4 separate regions of the Sus scrofa genome follow, and regions 1, 2 and 3 are each linked to region 4. A link is a contact called in public HiChIP or PLAC-seq and promoter capture Hi-C data. All regions are on one chromosome and are shown on one strand. The core of a region is the stretch at or near the end of the contact, and the rest is flanking DNA. Distances in the headings are between cores, read along the strand shown.

Region 1 (4,635 bases), core at 977-3,476, 630 kb after region 4:
TTGGTGATATTCCTAATATCTAAAACAGCACATTTCTAAGGAGTACAATAACAGTAACACCTTTAAGAATGACGCTACCCTAAGGATTGGCAAGTCTATAAAACTTCCTTCTGCCGTCACCTGACCACTAAGTGGATTTTAACACCTTATAATCAAAATATAGAGGTCTAGTCCAGAATACTTTCCTGAATCCAAAGTACAGCTGTTGTAAATCTGCAACATTAATCCACAGTAGCGGAATACTTGCTATAATTAGAAAGTTAATGTGCCTGTTAAGTCATTTAGAGCCCATACTTTGACCAGGAAGGTTTATTTGCTGCCAAATTTCAACCATTATTTAAAACTCTGCATTTCTATTTACAAATTTAAAATTTTTCCCTGGGGAGAAGAAGAAAATAACCTTTCAGAAAAACCTCTTTTTTTAATCACTTAGGGGATAAAATTTTTAACAAAGTTTTTTCTCATAAAAGAACAAAAATTGTTTGGATAAGTCAAAAATGCCACTCAAAGCAGAAATTATGATTTCAGTTTTTAAGTAAGGAGTAGGGTAAGGGGGCTGTATTGCAGGCCAATAAACAAGGTATTTTTAAAACCTAATATGCAAAACACGTGGATCATGTCTGAAATAAAATTCTTTTAAAAGTAAAAAAATAAATATATGATATCTCATTGTTGTAAATCTGCTTTTAAAATGAGTCCTTATTTTATGAATAAAAAACAAGAAAACATACTACAGAGAGGGTAAATGAAGAAACCTCTTGATTCTGGCAGTTCTGAATTTTCATTCCTCAAGAAGGGAGAGTGATTTTTTTTTTTTTTTTAGATTTTATTTTTTCTTTTATAGTTGATTTGGTTCCTAGTCGGATTCATTTCTGCTGCGCCACGAAGGGAACTCCTTATAGTTGATTTGAGAGCAATTTTTGAGTTATTTTCTCCAAAACTCTGATTTTTCGGTTTAAGATGTAAAAGCTTTCAAACTATAGAAACCTCGGTTTCATTTAAGATGCTCTCACAGTGATTTTAAATGCCCTATTAAAAAAAATAAGGATGCATTTAAACAGCATCTCTTTTTCAAGGTGTTCTGAGATCTTAGAACAGAAACCATATAAAATATAACAGGATGAAGCTGTCCCGAAAGGTTTCACTTGGTCCAATATTTTTAAAAAAATTTATAGAAAGAAGTGACTTATTTGTAAAAGAAAATTCTCCACAAAGGCCTATCAGGACACTGTCTTCTCCAGGAAATGGCATCCTTTGATAGCGTAGGGCCAGGAATGAGATTAAAATTTATGTTTCTGAATAAAGGGCTTAACATTCTTCTTCAAGACAAGCTACTGCCATCTGACCAGTCTTGAATCATCCAAGTTTTAAAGCCAGCAGAACAGTAGCTAATCCCGAAAGGCAACAGCTAGGGACACTTCTTTCCTGCGCCTCTCCGGAACAAGACTAAGAGTCATTACTGTGGAAGATGACTCCAGAGCATCACTCTGGTGTGTGAAAAGAAGCATTAAAACGACCCGCTGACTCAGGGCCTTGACCGTGACCTCTACAGTTTGCTTTTAGAAAAGGGTGGCGAGGTTGGGCCCACAAACCAAAGTGGTGCCTCGCAGCTCCCATCAACTCACCTACTTTTATTGTCTTGACCACACCCATCACTACCTGAAATTACCTTTTTAACTGCCCTGCTTTCCACCTGTTTCGTTCCCCAGACTACCAGTCCCCGTCGCCGGCCGCAGCCCTCCGACTAGCAGCAGCACGGGCGTGGCCCCAGTCTTTCGCTCCCAGGCAGGGCGACCCCGCCCCTATACCTCCAGGAACAGTCTCTCCGAGGCTCGGTGTGTCCCACGGGCCGGAGCTGGGCCCGCGGAGGCCGCAGCACAGCCAGGGTCTCGAGTGCAGCGCTTACCCATCACCTGGACCCTGCAGATGGCGCACGTATCGCACTCCACGTCCCAGCTCCACATGGCCACCGCGTTCCACTTCTTCAGAGAGAACATCTTGTCGCCTCCCGACTTGGTTCCTGAGCTACCGGAGTGAGAGGACAGGGCGCAGGGCTCCTCGCCGTCTTCCACGTCTGCCATGGCGGCGGCGCGAAGCCGGCGGCGGAGACGTTAGGTTGCGGAAGGCGGGCGACTATGGCGGCTCCCTGGGGCCCCTCGCCGGGCCACAGCGCCGCCCGCAGGCTGCGGGCCACCGTGGGGCCTACGACGGAGGCCGCCCGAGACTGGCTGGCGCGTCCCAGTGACGTCACCGCCCCCGCGCCCTGGGCCCGGCCCGCTCCGACTCTTTGGCCAAGAATGGGCGCCGCGCTCAGGAGGGTTGCCGGTGCAGGAAGCAGGTGTTCTGCTTTATGCCTTCGTGACCCTTCTGGCTCTCACAAGTTGTCATATTGATGTACTCCCTTCCTAAATGAAAACGCCATCGGAGCGAGGACGTGACTTGATCACCACCTTCTCCTGGGTATGTGAAAAATGCCTGGCCTCAGGAGGGGTAGTTATTTGTTGAGTGAATGAATGACTATCTTTTAGAAATCTGGTTCAGCCGTTCTCAAACTTTTTGGTCTTGGCACCCCTTTACACTTAAGAATCACTGGAACATTAAAGAACTTTCGGTTTGTAAAATATGTGTACACACAAACACACACTTTTTTTTTAAGAAATACGAAAAAAATTTTAATGTATTCACTTAAAAAATAACCATAGGAGTTCCTGTTGTGGTTAAGCGATGAGGAACCCGACTAGTATCTAGTATACATGAGAATGCAGGTTCAATCCCTGGCCTTGCTCAGTGGATCGGTGTTGTTGTGAGCTGTGGTGTAGGCTGGTAGCTGTATCCGATTCAGCCCCTAGCCTGGGAACTTCCATATGCCACAGGTGTGCCCCCACCCCCCGCCCCCGCAAGGAAAAGCAATAAACCCATTACAAGTAATCATTAGAACAAGGATATCACATATCTTGTAGCTTTTATAAAACTCCACTGTATACTCACAGGAGAAAGTGAAGAGAAATAGCGGTGAATATTGTTATGCAAATACTTTTGACCTTGTTTCCCCTGAAAGGATCCCAGGAACCCCCGGGGACCACACTCTGAGAACCTCTATCTAGTCCAACATCCTCCTTTTATTGATAGGAATGTTGAGGTCCAGAAAAATAAGATAAAGACACACCATTATTCCCTAAAGGTAACTGTTTTGAATCCAGGGTTCTTCTGCATCTAGCCCGGGGTCATATTATTATGTTTTCCCAAGCAAAGCAGATAACATCTCTATTTAAATAAGAAAGCTGTGGTATGGAGAGCCCACGAAGATGCCTGATCACCACTACCACCTAGTGGTGGACACCTGCTGTGTCGGGTTTGGAATTCAGAGCCTCCCACCTTTTCCTACTGGGCCTCATCCCCTCCTCTCCTGATGTCTGGATGGGGGCTAGAAGCTCCAGAAATCTGGCGGAGGAGGCAAGGAAGCATATATGTGTGAAAATATAAATGTGGATACATTTGGGTCACATTTGGCTAGATGCTGATGGAAGAGGTGACGTTTGAACTGGGGGAAGATGGGAGGCATCGGAGGCCCGGAAGTGGGTGGAGAAAGCAAACCTCTGCAAGGCTGTCAGGTTGAACAGAGCAGTAGTAGTGGTGGCAGATGTAAAGTTGACCCCACTAAGTTTATGAGCCAGACAAAAATGCCTGTAAACAAACCCAGATGAACCATAAAGGACACACATTTTACTCACATTAAGCTACCACACATCTGACTAGAGATGCTATAAATGCCAGATAGTTAATTTAAAAAAGAAGGCTAGAACCAGATGAGGATAAAATGCCCCCAGTTGGGGGGAACTGGGCAGTTTGAAAGAGAAAAGGAGGGAACTCAGATGAAAGGCTAGAGGATGATTAAGAATGAGAAATGGTAGGAGTTCCCTCTCATGGCTCAGTGGGTTAAGGACCTGGCATTGTCACTGCTCTGGCTCAGGTTACAGCTGTAGTATGTTCAATCCCTGTCCCTTCTGCATGCCCTGGGTGTGGCCAAAAAAGAAGGGGACAAGGAATGGTACATGCTTATGCCTCATCTGAACCTCTTCACTCTGTTCCTGGCTTATTGTGTCCTGACTTCTTGTCTGGCCTCCCCATTCAATCTAAAGTGCCTGTTTAATCTGCTTAGATCCCCCTTTCCACCTGACACTAGCCTGCTCAAAATGTTCCATGGCTCTCCATTATCATCAGAACAAAATCTAAATGTCCCAGCTGGTCCTTTAAATCCTGCCACAGTATGGCCCCAACCTACCTTTCTAATGTTATCTCCAAGCACTCCTCTCTGAGACCCTCATCAGATTAGTTGATTCAGCCATCCAAAGACACCTTAGACTCTTCTCTTCCCCCGACTCCATTTAACATCTCTGGAAGTGGTCAGAACCTCCCTCTGTCTGCTCTAACTACATTGCGTTTGCTGTGAGGAAAACTAATTTTCGTGTCCTTACTGACCACTCTTTGCTACTATTTATGCATTCCTCCCAGAAAAATCATAGCGCTTATTGTGTTTCTTCCACTCTTTTGGCACTAGGTCACATAACAACCAAACAGTGCTGTTACTGATGATTATCAAACAATTTTGAGTTTTTACAAATTGATAGCTCATAA
Region 2 (4,849 bases), core at 2,286-4,785, 530 kb before region 4:
TTAAACTAATTTTCAAGGTTTGTGTTTTGTTGGGAGTTTTTTGATCATATTTAACTTTTACAGATCTTCAGCTGCCACATGACACAGGCAGTAATATACACCTAAGGAGCACAAGCCTTGAAAGGATCCTCATTTTACTTATTTCATACAAGTGAAATACTTTTGTTAATCAGCAATGAATCAAAATAGTTCCCACACCAATTTAGCATTGGGTGTCCAAGAAAGCCAGCAGTATTGTCTACTTTGATCATTTACCTCTCTAACCCAATTTTTTGTAATATGACAGAAAGTAAACACTGTCACAGAGGAAAATAACAAGGCACACAATCCCATTGTATTAGCAGTATTACCAGCACAGGAGATGCAGAAGAATGAGAATACCACATTCTCTTCATATTCTCATTTTGCTGAGCAAACAACTCTTACAATCAAAATTAATTTTTATAAATTAAAATCTAAGGAAATATGTTTAACATTTTTCTAAGCAAAATTATAGGCTCTTTGCCTCTCTTCCTAAAATCGAAGCTACAACATGGCACCAACACCCCTCCCCCACAGAGCATTATTTTAGTCTGGTGATACAGAAATAAATACACAGGAAATTTTTTGCTAGTTCCTAAAACATTTACTGAATTTCTACATTTGCCAGGCTTTAAAGTGAAAAGCATAGCAAAATTACACAAAAAATAAAGGGCACGTGGTCTCTTCATTAGGTGACTACACGTAAAGATTAAATCATTTGACTACATATACTTGAAACAATTTTAAAAGCAAGAAGAAACTAGCTAATTTAACATGTTATAATTAAGACACATCAAATAATTTTGCCATTGTCATTGGCAAGAATCTGTTTATTTTTAAAACTTCTTCTGAGATATAATTGACATAAAACACTGTATTAGATTCAGGTATACAGCATGATGATTAAATATCTGTATACACTACAAAAACATCACCACAATAAGCCTGGTTAATAGCCATTTGCCTTACAGTTTTCTTCTTGTGATGAGAACTAAGATCTACTCTCAGCAGCTTTCAAACATGCAATACAGTAGTATTAAAGACTGTCGCCATGCTGTACATTACATTCCCTTGTACATTTTTAAGCTTAACATTTTTCTCAGTGTCTAGAAGTATGATTAACAAGCATCTCTGACCATATCAATAGGAATTTAATAACTACAATTTAACAAAGAGTAAGAAAGCACAAAACTGAAGAATCTGTTCACTCCCTCTGTATTGTAGTAGAATAATCCTCACTCATCTAAACTCCCCACAGGAAAGGAAATCAAACTAGAGAGCAAAGGCTAGAAATTCCAAGTACTGAAAGTATTAGCAAAAATGATCTTAAACTCTCTCCAATAAATTCTGGACTTGGGTTAGAAATAAAAAGCAGCAATGTGGATAGTCATTATGTTAACTAATGACCTAGATTCTAAATCTCAGCATTAGAACTTATCCTGATATTTTGAAAAGTAAATACTTTTCATTTCCTCTAAGAACAAAAGGGAAAAGCAAAGGAACTAAGAGTTATTCACTCATTTAACCTTTACGTCAACCCTGTAGAAAAAGAGATTATATCCACATTACCAACAAGGAAGTTGAGGCTCAAAAGTTTAAGCAATTTGCGACATCATAAATAAAGTACCAAGTCAGAATTTGAATCCAAATCTCGACTTTGTTATCAAAATCCATAATCTCTCCACTACCTCGTGTACCCTCCATATTAATGCAAAAAACCATATCATTTGAGCCCTACTATATTTTACAGACATCGTAGGAAACCTCTTAATCACATCAATTGACGATAATCTAAAGCAATACAAACTGAAAAGATTCCTGGCAGATTCAACAATTTACACTTACCAAAAAAAAAAAAAAAAAAGCCATATACAACCCTGACAAATACTCTTAGAGAAGGCTGAACATATGCTTTAAAATGTTTTCAATGTATCCAAGGCCTCAAATAGGAGATACTAAAGTATTATTTTGAGAAGAAACAAAAATAGTGACGCTTACCGGTGAATTTTATGGATGTGGCTAACTTTGGTAATCGTTCCCTAACAGTAAACAGGGCTGTTTTTCTGATGAGTCTGCTGAGGAAGTGGGCAGAGTGATGTACCCAACTACTCCCCTCCTCATCAAGGGGAAATTAAGTGGGGAGAGGAGAAACAAGGAGTAAACGCAGAACGTAAAGCAGCCAATACTGGCCTTCTATCATAGCCTCCACACAACTAAAGGATTTCTGGTAAATCCATTACTAATTACGAACTAATTATAGACGTCATGCACCAAATGGCATAAAGATTATGATTAGAAACTGAGAAAGCAAGTATATAATAGGTTATATTTCCCAAAACAAACTGCACACACAGAACTAGCCCCGTCTACAGTAAACTTAACTTCCTAGTAACCGACTTGCAATTCATACACACTCTTTAAGATGTGTATTACACAATTTCTTACATCAGCATAGAAAAGCTTAACAACTACTTTGGGCACTATCTACTACTTTTAATATCGTTTTGAAAAAGAAACTCAAAGCAAAAACGATTAAATGACCCGTCCAAGATGGCAACTGGTGCCAGATGCTAATCACAACCTAAAGCTAAACTACTCCCACAGCTCAGTGGTTTCACAATACTTGCACACGATTCCCTGTACACTCAAAAGCAACTTATGAAAGTTCTCCTTTCGGGAGGTGATGAGGACCCCGAGTCCTCGAAAATGAGCCCTCCAAAGAAGCGTTCATTTCATACTTCCCCTTAAGGGAGGTAAGACCACGTGTAGAGCGTAGCATTAACCTTGGTGATGCAGCACCGCAAAGGAGAACTGCTCCCGCCTCTGCATTTCCCACCCCGCGTCCCTCCACTATAGGGCCTCCCCTCACAATCTGCAGCCCTAGAGATTATTTATTCCCTGCAGGACGTGAGGGAAATTGAAGGAGGCCAGAAGCGTACGAGATCCAAACCCCAAAGAACCGAGGAAAGAGAAGTAGACCTTAAGTACCGGGAAGTGATTCCCGCCTCTCCTAGACTCTGTCCCGGAGCTTCAGAGCGCAACAAGCTGAAATACAGAGGCGCGTTTTCCTGGCGTCAGACCTCAGTGTAAATCCCTGACTTCACCCCAGTGGTAAGCGCGGGGCGAACTACTCATGCCACCTGCCCCGGGCCCGCCAGCCTCGAGCCGAATCCAGGCTGGGACCGAGGGGAGATACCAGGCCTCTCAACCTGCGCACCACGGTGCGTCTGCGCCCCGGCCTACCGTCGCGACCGGAACGCGGACTTCCACCCCAATCTCCTCCCGCTGGCCAGAAGTGTCTGTAGTCTCCAGACGACAGTGATAGACTCAATGACTCACGAAGTCCTTTAAGAAATTACCTTTGAACTGGCCTTCTGAGAGCCGCCTGGCGTTTTGTCCGCCATCTTGAGCTTTGCCCCTCCTTCGGCGGCGGCAGCAGCAGCACGGGCGAGTCGAACGCCGAAAGACTGGATCTCAACACAGCCCGCCAGAGGCGCCTGCAAGGCTGAATAGTCGATTGCCGACTATTCAAGGGGAAGTGGCCACGTGACTTCCGGTGTCGGTCTTCTTTTTTTTTTTTTTTTTCCAGCCCTGCCCACTCTGCTGAATATCTGTGGGCGTCTCCCTGGCGGGTTGCTTTCTCCGCCGGAGAATTTAGGGAATCTTGTCCAGGCTTTCAGGGCTGGTTGGAATGCACCCTTTTCTCAGTGCCAGCCCTTGATAGGCGCGAACTAGTTGCACTTGCTGGATGAGTTAGGGAAAGCCTTCTTAAAGAAGAAATGCATGGGTCAGCCGGGAGGAGTTTTTACTTCGACTCAAGTAAACCTGGAGCCAACAGGAGAGTGGGCTGAGGTATGGTGCTCCATGGACAAAGATGGTGTTCCCGCCACCTCTGGCTCTCATCCCCTAGGGGGAAAGGCAAACTTGCGGTCTGTTCAAGTTACTTTAAAATGCAGTGGTGCCGAGAAGCAGAGCAGGGCAGCTTTTGACCCAAGCTGAGATTCCAGCAGTGGGGTTGTTGGATAGTCTGTTTAAGGCGTCTGCAAAATGGGTGCGTGGAGAGAAAGGATGCATGAGAGAAAAATCATAAGCAGACGATAGTCTAAATCTAGCATTCATATAAGTTATTATTTAAAATTTTTTTTATTTCGGAGTAGATTTACAATGTTGTGTTTTGGGTGTACAGCAAAGTGGATTCAGTTACATATATACAGTTGTGTGTCATTTAAGAGACTTATAGGAGTTCCCATCGTGGCTCAGGGGTAACTAACCTGGCTGGGATCCATGAGGAAGCAGGTTTCATCCCTGGCCTCACTCAGTGGGTTAAGGATCCATCCTTGTGGTGAGCTGTGGTGTAGATTGCAGATGCAGCTCAGATCTTGCATTGCTGTGACTGTGGCTTAGACCAGCAGCTGTAGCTCAGATTCTGCCTCTAGCCTGGGAATGTCCATATGCCACACCTGTGGCCCTAAAACAAAAAAAAAAAAAAACAAGATAAAAGAGTTACATTTTACAGTTTGGTATTGCTTTCATTTTTAATCACAAATAGAGGAGAGTAACCATACTTCAGTGCTCTTTTCTTTCTTTTTTCTTTCTTTCTTTCCTTCTTTAATAGGATCTGTATTCAAAGAAGGAAAGCTTGCTTGAGGAGGTCATTCCTGAGCCAAACCAGGCAAAGAAAATGGAAAGAGCTTTCCAGGCAAAGGAAGTACTTGAAACAAAATCCGATGGCATGAATCAATATAGCCCAACTGTGCAGTCACAGTAAGCAGTCACGTTGTATTAGACCAGGTGTAGGGCTGGAGAGGTGGATGGAAGCAAGCTCACA
Region 3 (4,207 bases), core at 1,308-3,807, 640 kb before region 4:
TTGCAGCCAGTCAGGAGGCTGTAGGGCAGTCTGCAGCGTCTTGGCCATGCTGTTGCAGATGACCTCCATGGCGCCAAGGGCGTGGTAGTCGGCTGGCCCTCCTATGCCCTCCTTCTTGGCGCCCAGCTTGTGGCCAGCGGCTTCTAAGAAGGGCATGCGGTGGGCTCGCGGGTCCCGGCTGCGCACCACCTGTAGGCTTTCACGGATGAGTCCATGGCGCGAACGGATCCGTGAACTGGCAACAGCCCGGGGATCACGCACCAGGTGGATGACCTTGAGGTCCAGGGTGGGGTCGCGCAGCAGTGGCGCCAACACGGCCACATCAAAAACGCGCACGCCCTTGATGACCAGCGTGCGGTACTTTCGGCACTCCTCTTCGAAGCGCGCCAGGCGCTGCGGTGGGCACTTCTTGCACACGCGATCGTCCACCAGTCCCACGACCTCCTTGCGGTAGGCGGGGCAAAGCGGCGAAGAGCACACTACCTTGTTGGTGGCTGCTCCAAAAATGCCCAGAGTGGTGAGGTTGCGCCCCCCGCTGCCAGCGGGACTGTACAGCTGGAAGACCGAGAGGTCGCAGCGATAGAGAGCGCTCAGCATGTCCCGTGCCGCCCCTTGCAGGGAAACGGCGTCCCCTGGATACAGTTTTTGCCACACGTGCCACACTGGTTCATAAAGGAAGAATACCTCGGGGTTCTGGTTGAAAAGCTCGCCGAAGAAGGACGAGCCTGAGCGCCACGTGGTGAACACGTACACCAACTGTCTCTTGTCCCCGCCGCCGCCCCCGGTGCTGCTCCGAGTACCATTACCCGAAGAGGCTGCGGCCCCCGGAGCCCCCGCCCCGGCTGCCGGAGCCGCCCCGACGGCTGCAACGGGAGGGCGATGAGGGGTACGGGGGTCCAAGCGGGTGTGCGCGTGTGGCGGCACTGCCGGAGGAGGCCCCGGGCGCCCCCAGCCGCCCCCAGCACCTCCTGCCGCCGCAGCACCCAGCGGCCCGTCGGGGTTGCACTGCTGCAACGGCTCCTTGTGCCACTTGTAGTCCAGGAGGTTGAGCATGGTGAGCACCAGTAGCAGCGCGTAGCCCGCGCACAGCACCAGTGCCTTCCTGCGGAACACCTTCATTCCGAGCGGGGACGCGGGCCAGCGGCGACCCGGGCGCCGGGGCCACGGTGGGAGCAGGGCGCGCGGCCCGGCGGCAGGCGCGGCCGGGAGCAACCGGGGGGGCGCGCCCGCGGGAAGGGCTCGCGGCGGGCTGCGGCTCATCACAGGCACAGCCCAGGCCGGCAGCGCGGCGGAGGCGGCCCTGCAACCCGGGAGGGGGACGCAGCGGCCCGGCTTCGGACGCGGGGACTTGGGCCGCGGCTCCGAGGTGGGCACGGCAGCAGCGGCGGCTGGTCCCCGGCGCCTAGGGTTGGTTCTCCCATGGCAGCGGCTCCGAGAAGGACCTACGAGGGGAAGCGGAGTAAGTCGATGCTCCCCAATCCTCCTCCCCAGCCTCCACCTCCTCCTAAGTAACGCCCACCCTCGGGTCTGCCTGGCTCCCCAGCTCACCTGGAGCCGCAGGCGCGCCCCGGAGCGGCCCGGGATCACGGCCCGGCTGTCTGTCCTGCTGTCACTCGTTCCTCGATTTCTCAAGCGCTGTTTTCCGCTCGGGGTCCCCTGCCTCCGAGGGGGTCGCGGGAATCCGCAGCCCAAGCCCTGGGCAGAGTTTCCTGGCAGCAGGCGCCCTGAGGCTGGGGAAGGGAAACTTTCAACGGGCCTGGAGCCCTGCTCTGCCCTCCGCTAAGCCCACTGCGACCGGCTCCAGCGGCGTCGCCGCCGCCCTCTCGGGACAGTAGCTTCCTTCCTCGCTCGGGGCGGGGGGGTGAAGCTGGCCGGGGGAAGTTGGGGGGAGGGGGCTTAAACCGGACCCAGCTCCAGGCAAAGCGGCTCCGCCTCTCTCGCTCTCGGCCTCTGCGCCCCGAATCTTCCCATCTCTCGGAAGGCTGTAGATGGGGCGCAGTGCGACCCTGCAGCGGCGGCGGCAGCAGCTGCTTCTTCCATCACCCAGAGGATGCCCGAGCGGGCATTGCCGGCGCCCCCGCCGCTCCGCAGCCTCCGACTGGCCCAGAAATCCCCTACACACAGCTCTAAGCAAAAGAGCTGGGGTCCGCAGCTCCCTTGCCCGCCCCGCCCCCCGGCACCAGCCTCTTCGGGCCAACGAGAAATCCGGACTGAGAAAGCCCCAGCCGCAGCCGCTGCCACCGCCGCGCGAAAGCGGCGCCTGGGAGGATGCTGCTACCCGACTCTCCCTACGCCGAGCGGCTGCAACGCGCTCGGGCCAGCCTCTGCACGGCTCCTGCCAGCAGGCGCCGGGTTGGTGCGCGCCACCGTCTATCCTTGGGACTCCTCCCCTTTCACCGCGCTGCGCTCCTCCTCCGCGCGTCCCGCGCCCGCCCCCGACTCAGCGCCCGGCTCCCGCCGCCGACGCCTTGGGGGTTGGAGATGCGGGGACCAATTTATAGCGGCGTCGCTCCGGCCGCCATCCGCGCGGTGGAGGCCGTAGCAGTCCGTGTGCTGAGCGCCAGGGCGCTGACTCGGGGGTTAAGAGCGCTCCGGCGCCCCGACCTCTGAGAAACTTGGATTCTGCTCGCCGCTGCCGGGCTCAATCGTCCGTTTTTGCTCTCGGAAAGAGTTGGTGATAAAGTTTGGACAAATCCCGCAGCGGCCTCCCACGCCGCTCTTCCCCCGGGTCGGCACGGCTGGGCCCCTCCGGGAACTGAGGACGCACCCGCGCCCCGGAGAGCTCTGGTAACGCCGAGCGTCGCTCTCAGGTTCCCACTCCCCGCTCGTCAGTTCCAACTAGCCTGAGGCTTCTCGCTCACCGAGGAAGTAATAAATCTTTCTGACCCCGAGGTTAAAGAAGATGCTTCAGTTTTCCGGAGGAGTGTGCCGGCGGGGCTTCTTCTCGCTTTACTCCACCTATGGAGAGAGCCTGTTCGGTCTTATTACGCCCCCAGCAGACGCTCTCCCCATCTCATCTCGTGATGATGCGTTCGCTGTGACTGATGTCCTCGGGAACGAACTGGGGTGATGGGGCATCAGGGGTGACTCTGTTCTAATTTACCGTAAAATACATGTCTTGCTTTTTGGTTTTAGAAATGAGATCAAGCGATTTGACCTTAAAGGAAACGCCGTTGTCGGATCATATTTAGTAGATCGTGTTTAGTTGGTTTAAGTATTACCCCCCCGCCTTTTTTTTTAATAAGGAACAGCTTTCTCTTCCTCTCTCTTCTCCCTGCCTCTCCCTTTCTCGCTCTCTCTCCGTCCCTCCCCCCTCGCCCCTCTCTCTCTTCTCATCCCCCCTTCATCAGAAGAGGCTAAGCCGTAGCTTAAAATTCATCCCCGAAATGAAGACAGTTATAAGCGTCTACAGTAGTAATTGAACGGTGAGAGGAGTTAGATACCCAGGTAATTAAACCTTACTTGAGCCCTTGGCTGAAGAGCTACGAATCGCTACCGGTCCTGAAGCTCATCGGCCTTTGGTAAGGCGTTTTTGTTGCCTCCTGTCCCAAAAGAGTTTTTAGAAGTTGACAAAGTTACTGCAGATTTATCTTTGTACTATATGGGCCAGCCTCTCTCAGCCAGAATGTCCTTCTAAATTTAAAATGTTATTGTTTGCGCCGTTACTACTCTTCAGTGAGTCTTAACAGAATCTTCGGAGTGCTAGGACTCTTAGAAAGTGACTTAATTCATATGAGTCTTCCGGGTAGAAAATGTTTCAAAACCTTGACTTGGCCTTGTTCGCCAGAAAAATGCATAATGCTGTAGGTAAAATTCAGATTTCCACACACATCCCCACCGCCATGGTTCTGATAGAATGTAAGAGTGAGATGGTTCTAGGACAGATTTTATGCAAATAGAAGGAGAAGAGTAGAGGTGGAATTTTATATGCAGCTTGCTCAAGTAGCGTCAGGACAGACAGACGTTTTTAATCCCTATTTACAAACTAAGGTGATAATTTAATGATTTACCATCTCTCCATTTCTGGACCCACCCACATCACTTTCTGAGCTTTCTCTAGCCCTGTCCCTTCTTTCCTCTGTCCTTTCCCCAAAAAACTAAAGGGATATTGACAAGTTAAAAGACTGATGAGTGAGTTCCCCTTGCGGTGCAAAGTAAAGGTATCCGACTAGGAACCATGACGTTGTGGGTTCTATCCCTGGCCTCC
Region 4 (4,697 bases), core at 1,768-4,267:
TCATCATTTGTATAATAAAAAGAGTTCGCAACTTGCTTATGAAATGGAGCAGGAAAAACACAAATTGCTTGAATTTATAGAGTAGCAAATCTTGGCTTCAATATGTGGAATCCACACTTTATTAACATAGAAGTCCTTCATCCCTTGGTTTCCATGGTGGATAGGCCCCACCCTCTGTGTATGCCAAAATCCTGGGATGCACAAGTCCCTTAAATAAAATGGCATAGTATCTGCATATAACCTGTGTATATCATCCCATACACTTTAAATTATCTCTGGATTACTTATAATACCTAGTGCAATGTAAATGTCATGTAAATAGTTGTAAATACAGTGTAAATGCTAAGTAAATAGTTGCCCATGCATAGGAAATTCAAGTTTTCCTTTCTTGGATAACTTTTATCCTTATTTTCAGTCTGTGGTCAGTTGAATCCTAGATGCAGAGACCAGACTATATTAATTGAAGCCTCAAATTTTGTAGATAGTTATTTCAAATAAGTTAGAATATATTGAGGAATGTTTTTCTAATATCATTCTCATTTTTGCATTCTGATATAATTTCTTGATTGAAAGAAATTTGTAGAATTCCAAGTAGCTCACTTAGAACTCCCATTTGCATGTACTAATATAATGTAAATATTAGGGATTAGAGTATTGTTGCTATTATTAGATTTTTGTTGTTGTTGTTGTTTTGTTTTTTTAGGGCCACACCTGCAACATATGAGGTTCCCAGGCTAGGGGTCAAATCGGAGCTGTAGCTGCCAGCCTACGCCACCACCACAGCAACACAGGATCTGAACGATGTCTGCAACCTACATCACAGCTCACAGCAACACCAGATCCTTAACCCACTGAGCAAGGCCAGGGATCAAACCTGCATCCTCATGTATACTAGTCAGGTTCATTAACCACTGAGCCATGATGGAAACTCCCTAGAATATTACTATTTGGGGCAGGGGCTGCACCTGTGGTATGTGGAAGTTCCCAGGCTAGGGGTCGAAAGCCATATCTGCAACCTACACAACAGCTTGTGACAATGCGGGGTCATTAACCCACTGAGCATGACCAAGGATCAAACAGGCATCCTAACAGACATTATGTTGGGTTCCTAACCTGCTCAAATGTTTAAGCCCTAAACACTTTTCAGGGTAGATTTTTTTATATTATTATTTTTCTAGATTTCTAATGTGTAAGAGATTCCCTGCTATTTCACATAGTCCTGAAAAATGTCCAAACAGTTTATGTTAGATTAACATTGTAAGCCTCAGAAATCAGTATCTCAAGTTATTGTATTTGCTTCATTTCTTCTCTTTTGTCTGTATTTGCTCTTACAAAAGGGGTAATGATCAGTAAAATAGCATTGACATTTATTAAATCACAGAAAGGCAGTAATTCCAGTTCATAAACATCCATATATCATTAAGTCCTAATCCTTATGATTTTCAATTTCTTTTTAGGCTAAGACCCATGTACTTGACATCGAGCAGCGACTGCAAGGTGTAATCAAGACCCGAAATAGAGTGACAGGGTTGCCATTATCTATCGAAGGACATGTGCATTATCTTATACAAGAAGCTACTGATGAAAACTTACTATGCCAAATGTACCTTGGTTGGACCCCATATATGTGAAATGGAATTACTCCAAAGACTCTGTTAATAATCTAAATGTAATGTATTTGGTATTAATTTGTGGTTCTATCTATTCACTTCTAAAGTACAACATATGTTTATGTTCTCAGAGTAACTGATATTTCTCCCTGATTGTTAATAATATTTAAAATAATATATGTTAAGAAATAAACTGCTTTCTTAATATGTAGTGTGTATTATAACCAACCAGAGAAATGGAATATCATATGTTCTTATGCTCTGAAAAGATGTATTTGCAAGAAACAAGCCAGCCTAATTTCATTTTACAACTTTCACTGATTTTAAGTACTAGGATAAGGATTCATCTGAACAGCAAAAAATTATATTCAATAAATACTGTAGACAAAGCACTATGGTATATTTATGCACAGAGCTAGGTTCCTTGCTCTCTGGTAACTGTCTAGTTAGAGAGGTATAAATAGCACATCCTTAGGCTCACTTAATAAAACTGTTTTTTTTTTTTGTATAGTTGAAAATGTGGTGGAGGAAAAAAAACACATTAGCCAATTTGCGTGAATATCAAAACTATATAAATATTCTGTAATCTTGAAGATGCTGCCATGCCAAAAGTGTACTGGAATGCAGAATTCAGTGGTTTTGAGAAATAGCAATACTTAAAATTTCATGCGATTCTAAAATCTAAGAACTTTTTAATGTCATTAAATTTGGGGGCTACTATTGCAGAAGATTTTAAATAATTCATAATAATTACAAAGCAGGTTATTACATACAAATAAATGGAGAGCTTTTTATAACAAAGATAATTTCACTTAAATTCACATAGAATGCTGCCTTTTGTTAGAGCTGTAAGTGTGATGGGGAAAATATAGTAACCCAAGAAGTATAAATGTGAAAACTAAACATTACTTTCCTATCAAAGGCCCAATATTAAGAGTGAAGTAGGAAGCTGGGTGGGGGTGGAAGAGAGTTAAATTGTTTTTGGCAAATAACTTAGAAAAATTTTAAAAGAAACTCTGCTGTAGGTTTACAATGCGCGAAGAAAAAACAATTTCCCCTCACAGAAAAAAGTAAACCAAATAAATCACCAGACCTTTCCAAATGTGTGTTGAAAAGTAGTGAGAATGGTAATCGCAGGAGCCCGAAGCAGCCAGCACAAGACAGTGTTAAGCCGTCTCCGGAGGTTTTCACACCCTTCAAATCCACTTAGAGAGCGATCAACTGACGTTTTCAGAACTAAATTTAACACAAACGCTCAAAACCGCTTCCGCTTGCTTAGAGGTAACTACGCTAGCGGGGCGACGGCGGGTTAGAGCCGAGATAGACCCCGCCCCGGGATGCGGCCCGAATCCGGCCGCTCTAGCCACGGCGGGCGCTCTCTATGGTCGGGCGGGCGGTGTGTTGTCATCCGCGGAGCGACGGCCCGGAGGCGGCGGCGTAGGCCACGGCGGGGCGTTTGGTTTCGCTTTGGCCCTGACTGGAGTTAGTATTGACGGTCGAAATGGGAGTCCCTAAGTTTTACCGATGGATCTCTGAGAGATATCCCTGCCTCAGCGAAGTCGTGAAAGAGCATCAGGTGGGTGAGCAAGAGGGCTGTGGCTCGGGATGGCGGAGGACGTGGGGCGCCGCGGCCCTCCCTCCACCCTGGGACCCGGGCTCCCCAGCCTCCTCTTGCTCGTCGTCAGCTGGATGAGTGGCGAAGGGAGGGGAACAGAATGTTTGAGGACGCCCTGATGATCAGAGTGGGGGCGAAGACGCAGGTCGCCTTCCTGTGGGCAGAGTCGCGGGTATCGAGGCGGTTCTGACAGCTCCTGCCGGGGCAGGGCCTGTCGCGATTCCCCTTGATTTTCTCCCCCGGGGGCTGCAGGTTTCGTTTTCTTTATGGAGGTTTCGAAGCAGGAGTGGATGTCTTAGGACCTTCCCCCATCCCCTCCCAAAGCAACAGATCCACGTACAAACAATAATAACCACCTCCGCAGTTGAATCACCTTGTTTACTCAAGACCTGCATCCCGCCCCACCCCCAACGCCTAGACTTTTTTACGTGGCTGATGGTCCATATTTATGATACCTTTTGTTGTTCTTTTTCTATTACCGCAAGGACCATACGGCTCCCCTGTTCCAAAAAATACCTTTGGACGGGGCGGGGGCAGTTATTTGAAAGCTTCATGGCGCGGGGGGCGGGGGGAGACGAGGGGAGAGAGAAAGAAACATTGTTAGAGCATTCCTACTAGTAATACTAATATCCAGTGTATAGTGACCCCAGGGCATTGTTTATGTGCCGACTTCAAAAATGTAGTTTATATATTGGGGCTGCAGAAATAAATGGCAAGCAGACATCTATTAGGTAAAGTAGACTTTGGAACTAGTGTTTGGGAGTTTAAGTTTGGATACCTCTCATCCATTTTTTATTTTAAAGGAAAATAACCAGCTTTGAAATTTGTATAGCTAATTGAGTTAGTTGTGATGATAGCATTGTATTAATATGGGGGGAAATAATCCAGTGAACTCTGCTAAATTATTGTTTATTCTTTTTATTTTTATTATTTTTTGTTTATTCTTTTTAAAAAGTACTATAAGCATGAAGGTGGTTTAACTTCCAGAAAGGATTCTTTGTTGTTGGATTCTGATTGACTTGGTATATGAGGAAAAGCTTACCAAAAGTTCAAGAATGGTAGTTTGTCTTTAATTTACTCAAAACATGAGCTGAGTTAAATTTAGGGAAACATTTCTTTCCAAAAAAGAGGATAAAAGTGGTGACACCTGAATTGGGTTTTTTCCCTAGATCTTTCACTCAACAAATATTTGAGTACGTGCCATGCGTATCACTTTATCTCTAAGCTTAAAAAGTGTGTTTGCTATTAAGACTGACTTGATAGTACATAATCTCAGTAATATTTTTACTCTGTACTCTTTGGCACAGAATTTGGTTTGGTGTAAGGATCTTGGATTTTCTCTGTCTTGAAGCATTTTGTTACTGACAAAAATAAGTTAATTTTGTGATGTGAACATTAACAATAGGTTTAAAACTTGGTTCATTAAAGGGATGCCTTTCCAAAATGTTTGATTTTTGTCATTAATAGTGATA

What was found. Promoter capture Hi-C pulls out the DNA fragments that hold promoters and counts their contacts. HiChIP or PLAC-seq counts read pairs in DNA pulled down with a chosen protein or histone mark.
Region 1: a promoter capture Hi-C map of liver shows a contact between it and region 4, with 7 times the contacts expected there. The contact joins the promoter of RNF7 here to the promoter of XRN1 in region 4. A contact is called at or near these places in 2 of 5 promoter capture datasets (fetal liver and liver), 5 of 47 Hi-C or Micro-C datasets (alveolar macrophages, brain, liver and 2 more) and 2 of 2 datasets of contacts at active chromatin or transcription factors (alveolar macrophages and skeletal muscle).
Region 2: a promoter capture Hi-C map of liver shows a contact between it and region 4, with 8 times the contacts expected there. The contact joins the promoter of U2SURP here to the promoter of XRN1 in region 4. A contact is called at or near these places in 2 of 5 promoter capture datasets (fetal liver and liver), 1 of 47 Hi-C or Micro-C datasets (heart right ventricle) and 1 of 2 datasets of contacts at active chromatin or transcription factors (alveolar macrophages).
Region 3: an H3K27ac HiChIP or PLAC-seq map of alveolar macrophages shows a contact between it and region 4. The contact joins the promoter of CHST2 here to the promoter of XRN1 in region 4. A contact is called at or near these places in 1 of 5 promoter capture datasets (fetal skeletal muscle) and 1 of 2 datasets of contacts at active chromatin or transcription factors (alveolar macrophages).

Annotation. Positions count from the first base shown.
Region 1 is chr13:82,546,066-82,550,700 of Sscrofa11.1, reverse strand. RNF7 (ring finger protein 7) reads right to left here and starts at 2,226. Exons shown (of 3, transcript NM_001245011.1): 1 at 1,907-2,226. The coding sequence starts at 2,081. It overlaps LOC102160777 (a long non-coding RNA gene), which reads left to right and starts at 2,261. Exons shown (of 3, transcript XR_001300354.2): 1 at 2,261-2,460.
Region 2 is chr13:83,703,187-83,708,035 of Sscrofa11.1, reverse strand. U2SURP (U2 snRNP-associated SURP motif-containing protein) reads right to left here and starts at 3,535. Exons shown (of 28, transcript XM_013982108.2): 1 at 3,381-3,535. The coding sequence starts at 3,425.
Region 3 is chr13:83,817,002-83,821,208 of Sscrofa11.1, reverse strand. CHST2 (carbohydrate sulfotransferase 2) reads right to left here and starts at 2,557. Exons shown (of 2, transcript XM_003358597.4): 1 at 1,549-2,557; 2 at 1-1,442. The coding sequence starts at 1,260.
Region 4 is chr13:83,172,817-83,177,513 of Sscrofa11.1, reverse strand. It overlaps XRN1 (5'-3' exoribonuclease 1), which reads left to right and starts at 3,017. Exons shown (of 44, transcript XM_005669915.3): 1 at 3,017-3,186. The coding sequence starts at 3,112. ATR (serine/threonine-protein kinase ATR) reads left to right here. Exons shown (of 47, transcript XM_021069571.1): 47 at 1,458-1,999. The coding sequence ends at 1,631.